Regions from separate parts of the Mus musculus genome. Here region 2 is linked to region 1. Evidence: chromatin contacts called from public Hi-C data. All regions are on one chromosome and are shown on one strand. The core of a region is the stretch at or near the end of the contact, and the rest is flanking DNA. Distances in the headings are between cores, read along the strand shown. Region 1 overlaps Man1a (mannosidase 1, alpha). Region 2 has its middle 41 kb from the start of Gm16998.

The links. Hi-C and Micro-C count contacts between places; a contact is called where the count stands out from the background.
Region 2: a contact with region 1 is called in a Hi-C map of granulocyte-monocyte progenitors, with 2.4 times the contacts expected there. The contact joins two enhancer-like sites. A contact is called at or near these places in 6 of 484 Hi-C or Micro-C datasets (B cells, CD4 T cells, LSK cells and 3 more) and 1 of 115 datasets of contacts at active chromatin or transcription factors (CD8 T cells).

What each region holds. Positions count from the first base shown.
Region 1 is chr10:54,012,848-54,020,190 of GRCm38.p6, reverse strand. Man1a (mannosidase 1, alpha) reads left to right here. Exons shown (of 13, transcript NM_008548.5): 5 at 5,696-5,776. Among named protein-coding and RNA genes, the nearest start is that of Man1a, 59 kb to the left of the region's middle. Within about 2 kb of position 5,525, at least 30 of the 459 cell types and tissues checked have an H3K27ac peak or open chromatin away from gene starts, as enhancers often do. A contact at or near this core is called in CD8 T cells, LSK cells and granulocyte-monocyte progenitors, where this site is marked.
Region 2 is chr10:54,113,166-54,120,181 of GRCm38.p6, reverse strand. No RefSeq gene overlaps it. Among named protein-coding and RNA genes, the nearest start is that of Gm16998, 41 kb to the right of the region's middle. Within about 2 kb of position 2,156, at least 185 of the 459 cell types and tissues checked have an H3K27ac peak or open chromatin away from gene starts, as enhancers often do. A contact at or near this core is called in CD8 T cells, LSK cells and granulocyte-monocyte progenitors, where this site is marked.

The DNA.
Region 1 (7,343 bases), core at 4,276-6,775:
GAAAGAAAGGACATTTTTCTTAATTTTGGTTCTAGAAAGTTTGTTTATAAGCAGCATTAAATCCTGATTGGTCCAGACCACTAATGTATTATCCTGCTGAATAGGGTGATGGGATATTTGCCCTCTGCTGCTGAGGATCACAGGACCAAGAGTTAGGGCTCTGAGAGGACCTTGTCTTTCTTTCTTTCTTTTTCCACTTTTCTTTTTAATTAGATATTTTATTCATTTACATTTTAAGTGTTATCCCCAAAGTCCCCTATACCCTCCCCCCACCCTGCTCCCCAACCCACCCTTTCTAGTGATGATTCCTGATAAATCTGAGTTGCCACTTGGACCCTTTCTGAACCTTCATAGCAAAACCAGCCTACTAACATAGGCAACACAGCTACTTGCCTTTCTCTGTAGCTTTAGTAGTTTAAACACTGCTAACAGTCTTAAGAAATGCATTCTGCTGTTTATGAAGCTAAGAGCTGGGGGCACACACTCACAGCAGATGCGACTACACTTTAATAGATTAACTTTTACTTACTGCGAATCCCTGAGATGTGAAGCAACATACATTCTGGAAAAGCATTCTTTCAGGAGGAGTATATTACTGGGAAACACAGGCTGGGCTTGTAGGCTATTCTTTAACTAGAGGCATTGCAAGGTTTCCTGTATATAAGGCAGGGTAGTTATCATATGTGTGGGTACAGTAGCATTGCTGCTGGACGTAATTACTATAGTGAATGATAGTGGGAAAGTTGTTACTGATCACAGTCATGGAGTTGGTATGCAGTGGGGCAGCTGTCACAGAAACTTGTGTGTGTGTTGTGTATTGTACAAGAATGCTATGCTTACAGATCTCTATATAGAAAGCTGACAGAGTTTGGTGGAAGGGCTGGTAAAAGGAGATTGCCTGAATTGAGGGATCAAATGTTCTCTTTCTTTTTTTGTTTTTCAGATTCATTCATTCATTCATTTACAATCCATTGTCCCTACACCCAGTCCCCCCTACCACAATTCCTCACTTCATTCCTATCTCTGAGAGGATGTTCCCCCACCACCAAGCTTCCCCTTTCCCGGGGGTCCCAAGTCTCTCGAGGACTCTGTATAACCTCTCCTACTGAGGCCAGACCACACAGTGCTCTCCTCTATATGTGTTGGGGGCCTCGGAAATGTTCTCTTTCAGAAGATCTTTTCAATTCAATGAAAATGTAGTGCTGTGTAGAATCCTAATAGTTAAAGTCTGAACAAGCTTTATTATAAATAACTAGCTTATGGCCTGGAGACCCAATGAAATAAATTACTTTCTTAGGGGAAGCATATGGTTCTGCAATTTCCCAGACAAATGGGAGCTGGAGCTGACTTGGCTCTAGAATGGTCATATCTTTTTATTTTCCTGGCCAAGCCTGTGATTCTGCTGAGTGGGATCTAATAGATATCATGCTTTGGGTAATTTTGAAGGATGAGTTGCTTATGAAAATGTAACCTAACTGGAATTTCTCTGTGCTCTTTAAAATGATGACTCTCCTGGTACGAGTCTTTCGGACATTCATTTCAGAAAAGGTGGTGAAGGGGTCACTATTTTTGTCACCAGATTAGTGTTAGAGTCTTCCTATCCAGGATTCATGGGGTGTTGGTTAGGATGAAGCCTTTTCCAGGACAGGAGTGGAGCAAGATGTTAATTTAAGGATTAGGAGAGAAAATTAATGTTTTTCCACTTTAGCAATCTTTGTCAATTTATCTGATAAATTTAGATGTCTTGTAAATTGGAGAAGAAAAAAGAGTGAATTCAAGAACTTGAGAAGTTATAGGCACTATTCTTGTCAGGGTTTTCTCTTGCTGTGATGAAACACCATGGCCAAAAGCAACTTGAGGAGGTAAGGGTTTGTTTGATTTACATATCTTGCGTCACAGTCTATTGACTGATGCCTCAGATTCAACCTGAGCATGAACCTGGAAGCAGGAGGTGGTGCGGAGGTCATGGAAGAATGCTCCTTCCTCGTTTCCTCTTCATGGCTTGCTCAATCTGCTTTCTTATAGAAACCAGGACCAGCAGCCCAGGAATAGCACCACCCATAATCGGCTGGGCTCTCCCCCATCAATCACTAATTAAGAAAATGCGCTACAGGCTTGCCTACAGCTTGATCTTATCCAGACATTTTCTCAACTGAGCTTTCCTTCTCTTGAATGGTTCTAGCCTGTGTTAAGTTGATATAAATCTAGCCAGCACAGGTACTCAGTAAGCCTCATAACTAAAGCATTCTTTCTCAATGACCTACAGTACTCAACCTCCTGATATTTTTATGTCAACTTAATTATACCACCTATTTCATTAAACATATGCATGAATTTGTTTGAATGTGTTTTATTTTTGTACAGCAATGCTAGAAGAAAAACAAAAGAGTAGTCTCTAATTGAGATCTGGTTAAGAGTATAGTACATCTTCAGCCATGTCCGACCTATAGCTGCTAATTGGTCTGATATTAGCAGGTTCATTCAGTTTGAACAAAAGGCTGAATATACTGCTCAAATTATGACTTCCATAAGACTATACACTAGGTACTACAGAATATCCAGATGGCAACAGCTGTCTACTGAATGTGTGACTTCTCCAGGTATGTGTTCTGCCTGACATTCATGAGTTCAGAGTACCTTGTACAAAGTGCATACCAGTCTTTTACCAGTGCCAAAACAGATGTTGAGAGACAGCAAATAAGTTATCCAGGATCTCACACTCAGATCAGCCTCCAGTCTAATCCTCCTAATTCACAACAGAATTTTTAGTGAATTAATTAGATTTTTAATGTATGTGTGTACATGGTAGTGTGTGTGTTCTTGTGTGTGTGTTTGTATGTGTGTTTGTGTGTGTGTGTGTGTGTGTGTGTGTGTGTGTGTGTGTGTGTGTTTGTTTTCTATAATTCTCTACCTTATTCACTTGAGAGGTCTATCACTCAGTTAGCAGCCAGCTGTCCTGGCTAGGCTGGCTGGCCAGGGACATGAAGCTCCCATGCTCTTCCCTTCTTTAGCCTCCAGTGCTGCACTTACAATCACAAATGGCCATGCGTACCCTTTTCCCACAGGTGTGGGGATTCAAACTCAAGTCCAAATACTTGTATAACAAGCATCCTTACCCACTAAACCATCTCCCTAGCCCCAGACCAGAATTTTCATAACTGGCAACCATTTGCTTATAGTATAAAATTTTATCCACCCCCCCCCAAAAAAAAACACTTTTTTTTTCACCTAAGGTTCTGTAAGGAATGATCCAAAGTATCGAAATGTCAATCCTCTGGCCTAAAAGATAATATACCCTAGAATATTAAGGAGAGCTTAAACTAAGGTTTGTAAATAATGTAACTTTGGAAAAATGAGGCAGAAAGAATTGCCTGGGCAGGGGTCGGGAACATTGTTCCTGTGCAGTTCTGCTTTCCAAGCACAAGGAGATGATGAGAGTTAAGGATTGTGATGCTGTGGTATCTCTGAGCAAGTGTTTCAAAGACAAGGGCATTCTAATCACTGGGAACCTGGATGGCTTTAGCTAACAATCCTGACTTTGCCTCAATCTCCCTAGATGATTCTGTCCCTGCAACTGAAATGTCATAGCCGCTGACCTTGAGCGCAGGACATTGCAAGGTTATCTTTCAGTATGCTACAGCAAAGCAAGATAAATAGAATGCAGGTTCTGGAATACACACAGAGCTGGATCAATAGCTGCTTGACTAACTGCATCCAATAAGTGATTGATGTCTAGATTGAGATATATTTCTGATGGCAATTGACATGGCTCAGTCCCCTACCTTGCAATAATTTTCATCAGATGTCTATAGAAAGGTCTCAACTGTCCGGTGCTTTTCAAAGGGGAAATGGGAAACGCATGTGTAATGAGCCTAGAGCCTGAATAAGGAAATAAAATCACCTCTGTAAGCTTCTCTAAGTGAAAACACGAAGAAAAACTGTTTTCTGGTTTAAAATGTAAAAAAAAACACAAATACAAACTAAGGCAAATGTGCTCTAAGGGCTGATATTCATTAGAGTTTTATTAGACATTATTTCTATTAGATATGAGAGATAAGTATGAACCAAACTAAATGCAATAAATTTTCCTTTTTTTTTTTTTTTAAATCAGAGGTTGTGTGAACTAACAGCAGGGTTTAAATGACCCTCATTCAGAGTGATCCATTTTAGTGATAAATTGCATAATACAGAGGGGGTTTAATCCAAATATATAAGTTGCAAAATATAAATTATTCAGTACAATTAAATACACTCATACCATGGCTTTATTTTATGATAGTTTCATCTTTAACAGTTCTAACTTTTTATAAGCTCTCTTTTGCAGGGACTTTCTTAAGTAGGAGCTTCAGTTATTAGACCCCTAGATCCTTTTTGGGAGAGCATGTAGGAATGAAGCAATCCATCTCTTATTTGTTTCTGAAACTCTTTTCTGAAATGAAGACTGACTTAAGTTTAAGGATCTTGTCAGTTTTCATTGTACTCACAGAACCTAGGCCTGGGCCTGGCACATAGTAGTTGCTTAATAAATGGTCTCTAAAGGCGATATCTCAAATGGCTTTTCTAAGTTCATCTGACAGATGCTGGCTCCATACATTCTATTTTGCTCTTGGCCCTTGTCAGTATCCGTGAATGGTTTGATACTAACCAGAAGTGACAGTTACTTAGTAGGCCTGATGAAGTATACCTTATGTCTGTTTGGGGTCATACTATGCTAAACACCTCATTAAAAAATAGAGATGCACTTAGCAGTAAAATATTATAGAACCATAAAGCTATTGGTGGTAATTACTACTTAAGTATCACAATTATTTGACTATTAATAACCAGGCATGAAGTGTAGTCTGTGAGGTATCCGTAGAGTCCAGAAGAGCCAGGTTTTGAACCATGAGTAAACATGTGTCCATTGAAATCCTAATTCTTCTACTGTTGTGTGGACTTCAAAAGGTCACATTCATCACTCTCAGCCTAGCTTTTTTCTCATTCTGTGGACAGGACATAGGAATGATAATTAAGGTCTGAGTGGGGAATAAAGGACATAAGGGAATGAGTAAAGCATGTGCCATATTGTAAATAATAAAATCAAGCTACTACTGATGTAACTAAGAACCACTCTAACAATGAAAGCACATACTGTTATCACTGTTGTGCCAAGACAAAATGTGGCCTTAGAGCTGTGACTGGGAAGGCAGAGGCATGGAGCAGCACTGGAACTCAAGCCCCAGGTTTATGTGTCATTAGCATTCTGCCTGTGCCACTTTAACATAATAGAAACAGATTGCTAGACTAGTGTGGAGCTAGCAGCCACACTGTAGTCTGATTGGCCTTTCAGGAGGAAAAAGCAGACAAATGAAGGAAATAATGAGAACACGGAATAAAAAAAAATAATAATAAAAGCCCTGATCTCGTTGCCTTTGCACAGCTACAGAATATCAAGTGTTAGGTCTGCTTCTGCATATAGGAAAGACAGAATTTTAGTTTGTGCTATTTTTATAATTTTGCTTTGAGTCAGAATTATTCCTTATCTGCTTACCCATGTTTTGCCATATTTACAAGGGACTTCCTGTCTTGCCTATAGGTGCCCCTGGGCAAGCACACAGGTCTGCGCAGACTTTAAATTACAGCAGCTTGTCATACCATGTGCTTTCATCTCGCATGCTATCATTATGTCTTAACCTACTTCACTTTGTTCCCATAGAATGCTGAAGTTTCTGTTTTTGAAGTCAACATACGCTTCGTCGGTGGACTGCTGTCAGCCTACTATTTGTCCGGAGAGGAGGTAAGTTGCAAAGTCATATAGACGTTTGAATTATGAAATGTCTCCAAATTACTCTTACTGTTAATTGTGCCGTTTGTGGTGTGGAAAAACCCACTGAAGCCTCACATCCTGACGATCAGCTTAATTTCTCAAAATGTGTGCCAATCCAATGAACCAGCTGGGGGGAGTCCGACAGCTCCTATTGTCAGGTTAAGGTGCTGCCTTTAAAAGCGTGGCTCCATTATGCTATGCATGCTGTGATTAGAAGTACAAATCCCACATGTCTGCGGGCATATTCCCCGTGCTTAGCGTAACGGCAGACTTATAAGTGCATTTTTTTTCCTCCAAATTTATTTTAATGTTAGTATATTAGCTTAGTAAAAACTTTTAAGTAAAGGAAGCATGACAAACAAGATCTGAAAATGACAGTAGCTGTGAAATTGAGGGGTTGCAACTCTGAGCTTGCTAGCACATGGTCCTGCAGGCCAGAGTCCCTGTGAGAAATGCATCGTTCTCTTCCTGAGTCAAAGCTTAATGAATTATCTGCTGCTTAGGGCAAAGCACGGATTTTTAATTTACTTTTTTTTTCTTTTGGTAGATTAAAGACTTTTGCATCGTGCTCATCAAGGGCACCAATGCTATTTTCCTGAAAGCATTTGGACAACTTTGTGACTTACGTTAAGTGTCCACTAAGAGTTTCAGGAATCGGCTCACCTGTAATACTGACAGCGTTAAGAGCTGACATCAAGGAAACGTAGTCACGTATTCCAACCGCACGTCAGTCAGATTGACATCAGGCTCAGCATTCTGGCTGGGGAAGAGTAGATCTTAGCCTGTGTAGTATTTCATGTATTTCTGTGCTTCAAACAGATTTAAGCAGGGTAGTAAATGTTTAATGAGAGAGGCTGCTTGACTTTGTTCCTGTCTCCAAGGTGCTTTTCTCATCAGAGCAAAGCAGCTCTCGACTCCTTTTCTCTCTCTCTCTCCCTCTCTCTTTGGAATCGGTTCTACCGCATTTTTAAAAAGTATATAGATGGTCCCTATAGTCCCCTGTGTCATTCTGTCCAAAGCATCATTTGAGCCTGGGAAACAAAGGTCTCTGCTGTGCTAGTCCCCCTTCCTCTCCCTGCCCCACCCCCACGTTACTTTCTCTGCTCTGTTATCATTTGGGCAGCCCAGGTTAGCATCCCTAAGTGGAGCAACTATATTTTATAAAAGCAGCATGCAAATTAATGTTTTGTTTATGAACATGTCCCTGAGCATCCTGAACCTGAGTTTTCTCATTGTTTGGACAGTGTGCTAAGATGACCTTGCTTTTATGTTCCTCCATAACCTACACGTAGAAGACACAATTTGGAAAACGTAAGGTGTGTGTCCTTCTGTCCAAGAGCTTGATGGGGATTGTGGGGAATACACAAAGAAACATATCTGTATTTTTCTAAGGATAAAGTCCCTTTCATTAGCTTTTTTTAAGTTTTACTTGTTCCGGGTTTCCATACATATGAGTGGATCTGTTTCTATGAATATTTGATATATGTGGATGTGCCTATCTAAATGAAATGTCCACAAATGATGTCATTTGCTCGTA
Region 2 (7,016 bases), core at 907-3,406, 100 kb before region 1:
TTCAGTGTCTGTGATGTGCCAGGCACAGTTCTAGGTAGAGACAAGAGAGGCCCAGAGAATAAATGAGCAAATACACAAACAAGATAAACTCACAGAATACATCCTATGAACAAAATACAACCAAGTCATGCCATAGTGCACTGTCATGGAAGGGAGAGACTGCTTTAGATTGAGTCTGAAGGATGGTCTCTCCAAAACAACATGATGCTGAATGAACAAGTACAGCCATCACAGTGGAGACTAAATACTATCCTTTGGGATGGGCAGAACAGAACACATTGGCTATTTTAACAGCAAAGGCTGTTTAGTGGAGAGGTGAAAGAGATACCAGATAAAAATGAATTAATGGTGTGGGGACAAAGTAATGTGGAGGAAAGAAGCAGGGAACAGAAGCAGGCAGGCCACTTCGGATCCGAGGTCCCTGGAATTGAAAGGGTGGCCTCAAAGGCAGTGGTTCTTTGATGGTAGACTATCCCAGAACACTGCCCAATGCTGAAAGAAGGACTCCATTGAAAAGGAGTGTTTGAAATTAAGAGCAGGCTAAAAGCTAGTAAGGACGCAGATCCAGATCACAAGCAAAGCTGAGCTCTAATGTAAGAGGGGGCACTTCCTCTATAGACACAGAGAACACAGAAAGCAAGAGTAAACTTTAACTAAAGAAAAGGTTCCTCTACAAGAAGAGGAAACTCAGAGGCAGGAGCAACTTCAGGGTAGCTCTGTCAGACCAACAATGGAAAGACGGACTTCCCCACTACCACTGTATTTCCATATTCTTAATGATATAACCAACAAGGTCAGCAGTAAGGGGAAGTATAAAACAGTTCCCTTGAGAATGGCTTTATTAAAGCAAACACTGTCAGGCAATGCCAAGAATCTGTTTAAAGACATTAAGTAGGGTGATAAATGTATTTAATGTAACAATTAAGCAGTCAGGATATCAATTTTTCTTCATCCATCCATAATTGCTAAGATGTAGATCAAGATTCTAGCCTAACTCTATAAGAACTAAAGTTCCAGTAGGGAAGAAGAGGGTAAAAAACTATTTGATAGGTGAATAAAGGAGCTGAGAGCATCTACAAGAATGAGAGTTGTGACTTGAAGACAAAACAATCTTCCAAACAGGGGACTGATAGAGACGGCAGATAATGAACTGTTGGTGGCATTACAGGATGTAGTGGGCATCTCAGTGACAATGATAATAATGACAAGGTGAGCTAGGCTGCAAAGTGGGAGTGCAGTGGAACTCTGAAACTTTAGGGGTAGTGAGTGAATAAGACAATGAGAAGAAGTTGCAAAGAACAAGACAAAGCAAGAAAGAGAACGAGACATTGTAGAATAGAATAGCTCAGGAATGCTTACAAAGAATTTGCTCCTGACCTGTAAAGCAGAGACCCCTTAACAGATACCAGAGGAATGTTGTCTGGTCCTACTTGATGACTAACGGTAGGAATTCCACAGCTAGACTTCCAGGGCTTACAGCCCATATTTCCCCCTTTTCACAAGGCCCTCAGGAACAACAGTACCAGTAAATGACCAGCACTTCACATGTACTGAAAGCTCACAACAAAGCAAGTAGTTACACTCTCTTCTGCTCATGTTACACACGTAAGAATGAGTTTCCTAGTTTTCATAAACCTCGAACAGATGTGATAAGAGTAGTTCCTACCATACAATGTGGTTTTGAGTTTTCAAAGGAACAGTGTATTTTAAAAAAATGATTAACACATTGCCTGCCTCAGAAGCAATGTTCAATGTTCAATGTTCAAATGCTAGCTGAGGTATTAGATTAGAGTGCAAGGGTCAGCCTCAAAGGAACAGGACTTTTGTGAGCAGGAATGATGATGTGGAAGCAACATTAGAAGGGTTGGGAATCCTCACTCCACTTAGAAAGCATGGAATGAGAAATAAAGAAATAAAGGTTTATAAACTATCATGTTTTAAAAAGAAAACATTCTGGCTGAAATCCATCAGGAATTCTAGGAAAGAAACTAGAGAAACAATGTCCTGTTTGCTGCTCTAGAGCCAGGTGCAGACTAACAAGTGAGAGAGGAAGGACACTGAGAACAAAATATGTAGAGGAGAGCAGACTAGGTGGAGAGTCACCAGGGTCTCCTCACACCCTCACGTACTTGACAGGCTGCCTATGTATGCGTGTTCACCCTCAAGGAAGCTGTGACTCATTCAGTGGCCATGACTTCAGCAGTTGCTTAGGGAGGAAGATCAACTCGGAGAAACAGGAAACAGATGGCCCAGTTTCAGAAACAGAGTAAGTGTTCATGTGGTGGCTCATGATCATCTGTAACTCAGTTCCAGGGAACTGGATGACCTCTTCTGATTTCCAGGCAAGATTTGCCTCCACTAAAAAGGCTGCAGATGGAGCCTTTACAGTTGACTTATGGTGATGCCTAAGATCTCCGTGCTAGTGGAGAATTACCTCATTAATTATTATGAGCATAAATCAAACCATAGAAGTATTAAGATTGTGAAAAAGCTTAATATTAAAACAGTGATGTAATCAACAGTCAAGCTGAAATATGTCAGAACCCTCAAAGATGCTTATTATGGTAACATAATGGTTATATTGAGAAGAATTCACAAACACACACACACACACACACACACACACACACACACACCTTCCTGCTTCTCATTTGTTCCTTTTGAAAGTATGGTAGAGTTTTCCAAGAATTATTGAATGGAGATGTTCCTTCAAAGCCATGCACACATTGCTTTATGGTGAAATAAAAGAATTTTCTTAAGTAAAGAGTAGCCATATTATCCAATACCCACATAAGATGTGATTCTTCTATTCAAGAATTTGTGGGCTGTAGAGATAACTTGAAACTTAAGAGTTATTGCTCTTTCAGAGGACCCAGGTTCAGTTCCCAGTACCCCCATGATGGCTCACAACTGTCTACCTCTAGTTCCAATGGATTCGATGCCCTCTTCTCACTGCTGCAGGCACACATTTGATGCATATACATACATGCAGGCAAAACACTCACACACATGAAATGAAATAAATTAAAAAAAAAAAACATACAGAGAAACCTCCCAATTTTAAACGGCGGCTACAAGCCATCAGCAATGACTTATAAACCATTTTCTCTGAAATCATATTAAACATTAGAACACGAGGCACTAGTACTTTGGCAGTTTTCTAACTGATTACTACAACGCCACAAACAGGGTCTCTTTCCTCAGACTGGCTGAGAAAACTCAAACCTGGGAAGTAAATTTGAGTTAAGAAGGGCAGTGAGGCAAGAGTATAGATAAAAGAATGAGAAGGAACTGACTCAGCAATTGGTAAGCCTTGCTTCTGAGTGTATCTATGAGGATTTCCAGAGGTTCCTATGCAGGAGGGATGGAGAGATGTCTCAGCTCTTAAGAGTGCATGACTCTTATAGAGAAACTGGACTTGTTTTTAAACCTTATGTGGTAGCTCACATTCACCTGTAAATGAGTGCCAGGGGATTGAATGGACTCTTCTGACCTCCATGGGTACTACATGTAGGGGGGCAGATACATACTTGCAGGGAGAACACCATTCCTACACATAAAATAAAATGAATAAATCGGGGGATGGGGCAGTCAAAAGATTTGTTACAAAAAGTAAACATTTAGAAACATTACCCCACTGAAAATGCTTTAATAAGCTATATTGCTTCAAGAGTAATTATCAGCTGTTACATCACATCTTTTTGTTTGTTTGTTTGTTTGTTTGTTTGTTTGTTTGTTTGTTTGAGACAGGGTTTCTCTGTGTAGCTCTGGCTGTCCTGGAACTCACTTTGTAGACCAGGCTGGCCTCGAAATCAGAAATCTGCCTGCCTCTGCCTCCTGAGTGCTGGGATTAAAGGCGTGTGCCACCACGCCCGGCTACAGTACATCTATTAATGATGTTGATAGACTTGCATGTTTGACATTCCAAGATCTGAAATATGTGTGGCTAGGAAATATAGCTGTACTTTATAAAGTATGTTCTGATCCTAAAATTCTGTACTTAGAAAATTCTACTTTCAATACCTGCCAGAAGGGAAATTACAAATCATTTTCACAATTGATTCTGTCTTCTGGCTAACAAAATTGAATGCTTTACTAACTCACAATACGAAGAGAATAGGATGTCAGAGTTCTTTCTCCAACTCTAACACAACAGATAATTTTCTAACCATCTTTATTTACTCCTTTTCCATTTATTGAACACCAACCATTCTATCAGTTGCTGTGTTTTTAGTCTCAGGAATCAGAGATAAAGATCTCAGCATCTTAGGTGCTAAAGGGAGGGGATCCCTTTAACTTAAAGGAAAAAGACAATGAGAGCCAAGCACGGGTTTGAAAATAAACTCACAAGCAAAACAACAAAGCAAATATTTTTCTGAGGAGCTATTGGTTGTCCAGGTTGTGGTATGAAGGAGACACAGACTGTGAAGAGAATATACAAAGACACAGAAGGTAAGGACTGGCCCTTCTATCAGCTGAAACTGTTTAAGTGCAGTTTGAGTGAAATCTTCAAGAAATAAATGCCAGATATTGTCAGTGGAGTACAATTATATGAAACTTTTCAAAGTGTCAAATGACTAAGAGTTGGTTTGCTTCCCCCTTTAAGTTCTGTTTTTATATTATGTGTAATGAATGGTTTATCTATATGTATGCATATGCACCACATATGTGCCTAGTGCCCATAGAAATCAGGAGGTATCTGAGCCTCTGGAACTAGAGTTATGGGTAGATCTGAGCTGGGTGATGGTTCTGAGCTGGTGTGGGTGCTGGGAACCAAAGCAAATCCTCTCCAAGAGCGACAAGTGTTCTTAACCACTAAGTCATCCCTCCAGCCTCATGTTGAGGCTTTTATTAAAGACTGTGGAGGACCACTGACAATGTACACTAGAAACTTAGTACCATTCCCTGATAATAAATATTTTAGAAAAATTATGAATTTGTGTGTGTGTGTGTGTGTGTGTGTGTGTGTGTGTGTGTGTGTGTGTGTGTGTATGTGTATGTTTAGGGGTGTGGAGTACACGTATGATGGTTAGCTCTGTCAAATTTGACATTGACATAATCACCTGGGAAGAGTGTCTCCATTGATTGTCTCCCTTGGTTTGGCCTTAGGGTCGTCTTTATTATTTTAATTGAGGTGGGAATACCCCACTGAGTTGGGAATACCCATTGTGGGCAGTACCATTCCCTAGCAAGTGTTCCTGAACTGTATAAAATTGGAGAAAGCTAGCCAAGCACAAGCAATTAAATGAGCATCTTTGCATTTGTTTCTCTCTGCTCTTAACTTTCATTGTGATGTGATAAACTGCCGAAGTTTCTGCCTTGAATTCTCCATGAGACCTAACTGTATGCTTACATTAACTCCTTGCTCCACTAAGTTTCTTTTGATCGTGGTATTTTATCACAGCAACATCAAAGAACCTAAGACAGCATCTGGGATAGGGAACATATATGTTTCTGTGTGCTGTCAAATGTTGAGGCCAGGGATCAGCCATAGGTGTCATTTCTTAAGTGCTCTCGACATTGAGTTTTGAGACAGACCTGGAGTTCACCAAATAGGGAGACTGATTGGTTAACAAGATTTGAGGATCGGCCCTTCTCTGGCTCTCCAGTTCTGGGATTACAACTGTAAATTACCCCACCCAGATTATCTAAATGAGTTCTGGGGATCAAACTCAGGTCTTCACACTTTGAAGACAGGGAGTTAACAAACTAAGCTATCTCTTTGGTCTAAACTGGGATTTTTTTTTAAAGTGAAGAATGTTTTTAGGAGATCAAGTCTAGTTAAAATGGTGATAGAGTGATTGATTCTAATTGAGCCAATGACAAGAGAATGTAATGAACTCAGAAGTTACTAGAGATATAAAGAGTAAAAACCAGGCATTGACTGGACCAAATGGAAAAGGAGAAGAGGAGTTTAGGACTACTGGGTACACTGAACATAAGAGCACACAAGAAATGATCAGGATCAGCAGAGACTCCCATCTTGGGAAGATGGGCATACTATGCCTGAGATACAAGCAAGAACAAAGTCTGGGAGGCACACCTCAGGTTTAAATGGGCGTCTGAGTTACACAGACATGCAGAGCTCACCAGAAGCCATCAAAATAAACAAGTCTAAACACAGGACATTGAACATTGCTAGTAGAGGGCTTAGTACAGACTGCCGATCATTCAGAAAACAGAGGAAGGAGCCAAACAATACTCTGAAAACCACTAAGCTAACTCAGTAGAACGCATTCAATAATAATGTTTCCTAGACACAATGCCATACACAGAGAAGAATGTCCTCAATGGGGAGGGGAAAGCTGAAAACCATATTATTTAGCCAAGGTGACCTTGGTGCTTTGGGGAAAGATTTTACTCTTAAACAACAGGAGTATTACAACTTAGTTTATAGATCTCAGTTCATACTGTAAAAAGAAAGTATGTTAGTTGGGCAAGGTAATGTGTCTCTATAATCCCAGCACTGAGGGAGAGGAATCATATGTTCTAGAATAATCTGGCTTGCATAACCAGATGCTACCTCAAGGAGATAAAGGTAGAAATAGAAAGTGATGAAGTGAGGGAAATTGATGTATAAGAGAGAGACAGAGAGACAGAGACAGAGAGACAGAGACAGAAAGAGCATTCCAATGATGCTTTAAACAAATAAAGACTTCAAGAAAGTGGAAACAAAAACAAAACATGACTGGTCACTTTAAAGTGTGCCAAGAGTGTAGTGGTCTATATTTATAGTCTCTGTTACCTGGGAAGGTAAGCAAGGAAGATCACTTAAGGGTGGGAGCTTGGGCAAAACCAGGACAACAGTATACTCGGTATAATACTGTTATAAAGAAAAGAAAGAAATGACTCTTAGTGAAATGAGGAAAAACTGACAAGACAGCTGAAACACAGTCAAGACAGACTTCAGGTTACATTTTCTGTATAAAGATTAATACTTGAAAGTGTACCCTTGCCAAGCCAATGAAAATTAGTCTGCTGGTTGCTACTAGATCTCTGCAGTTGATTTCTCAAAG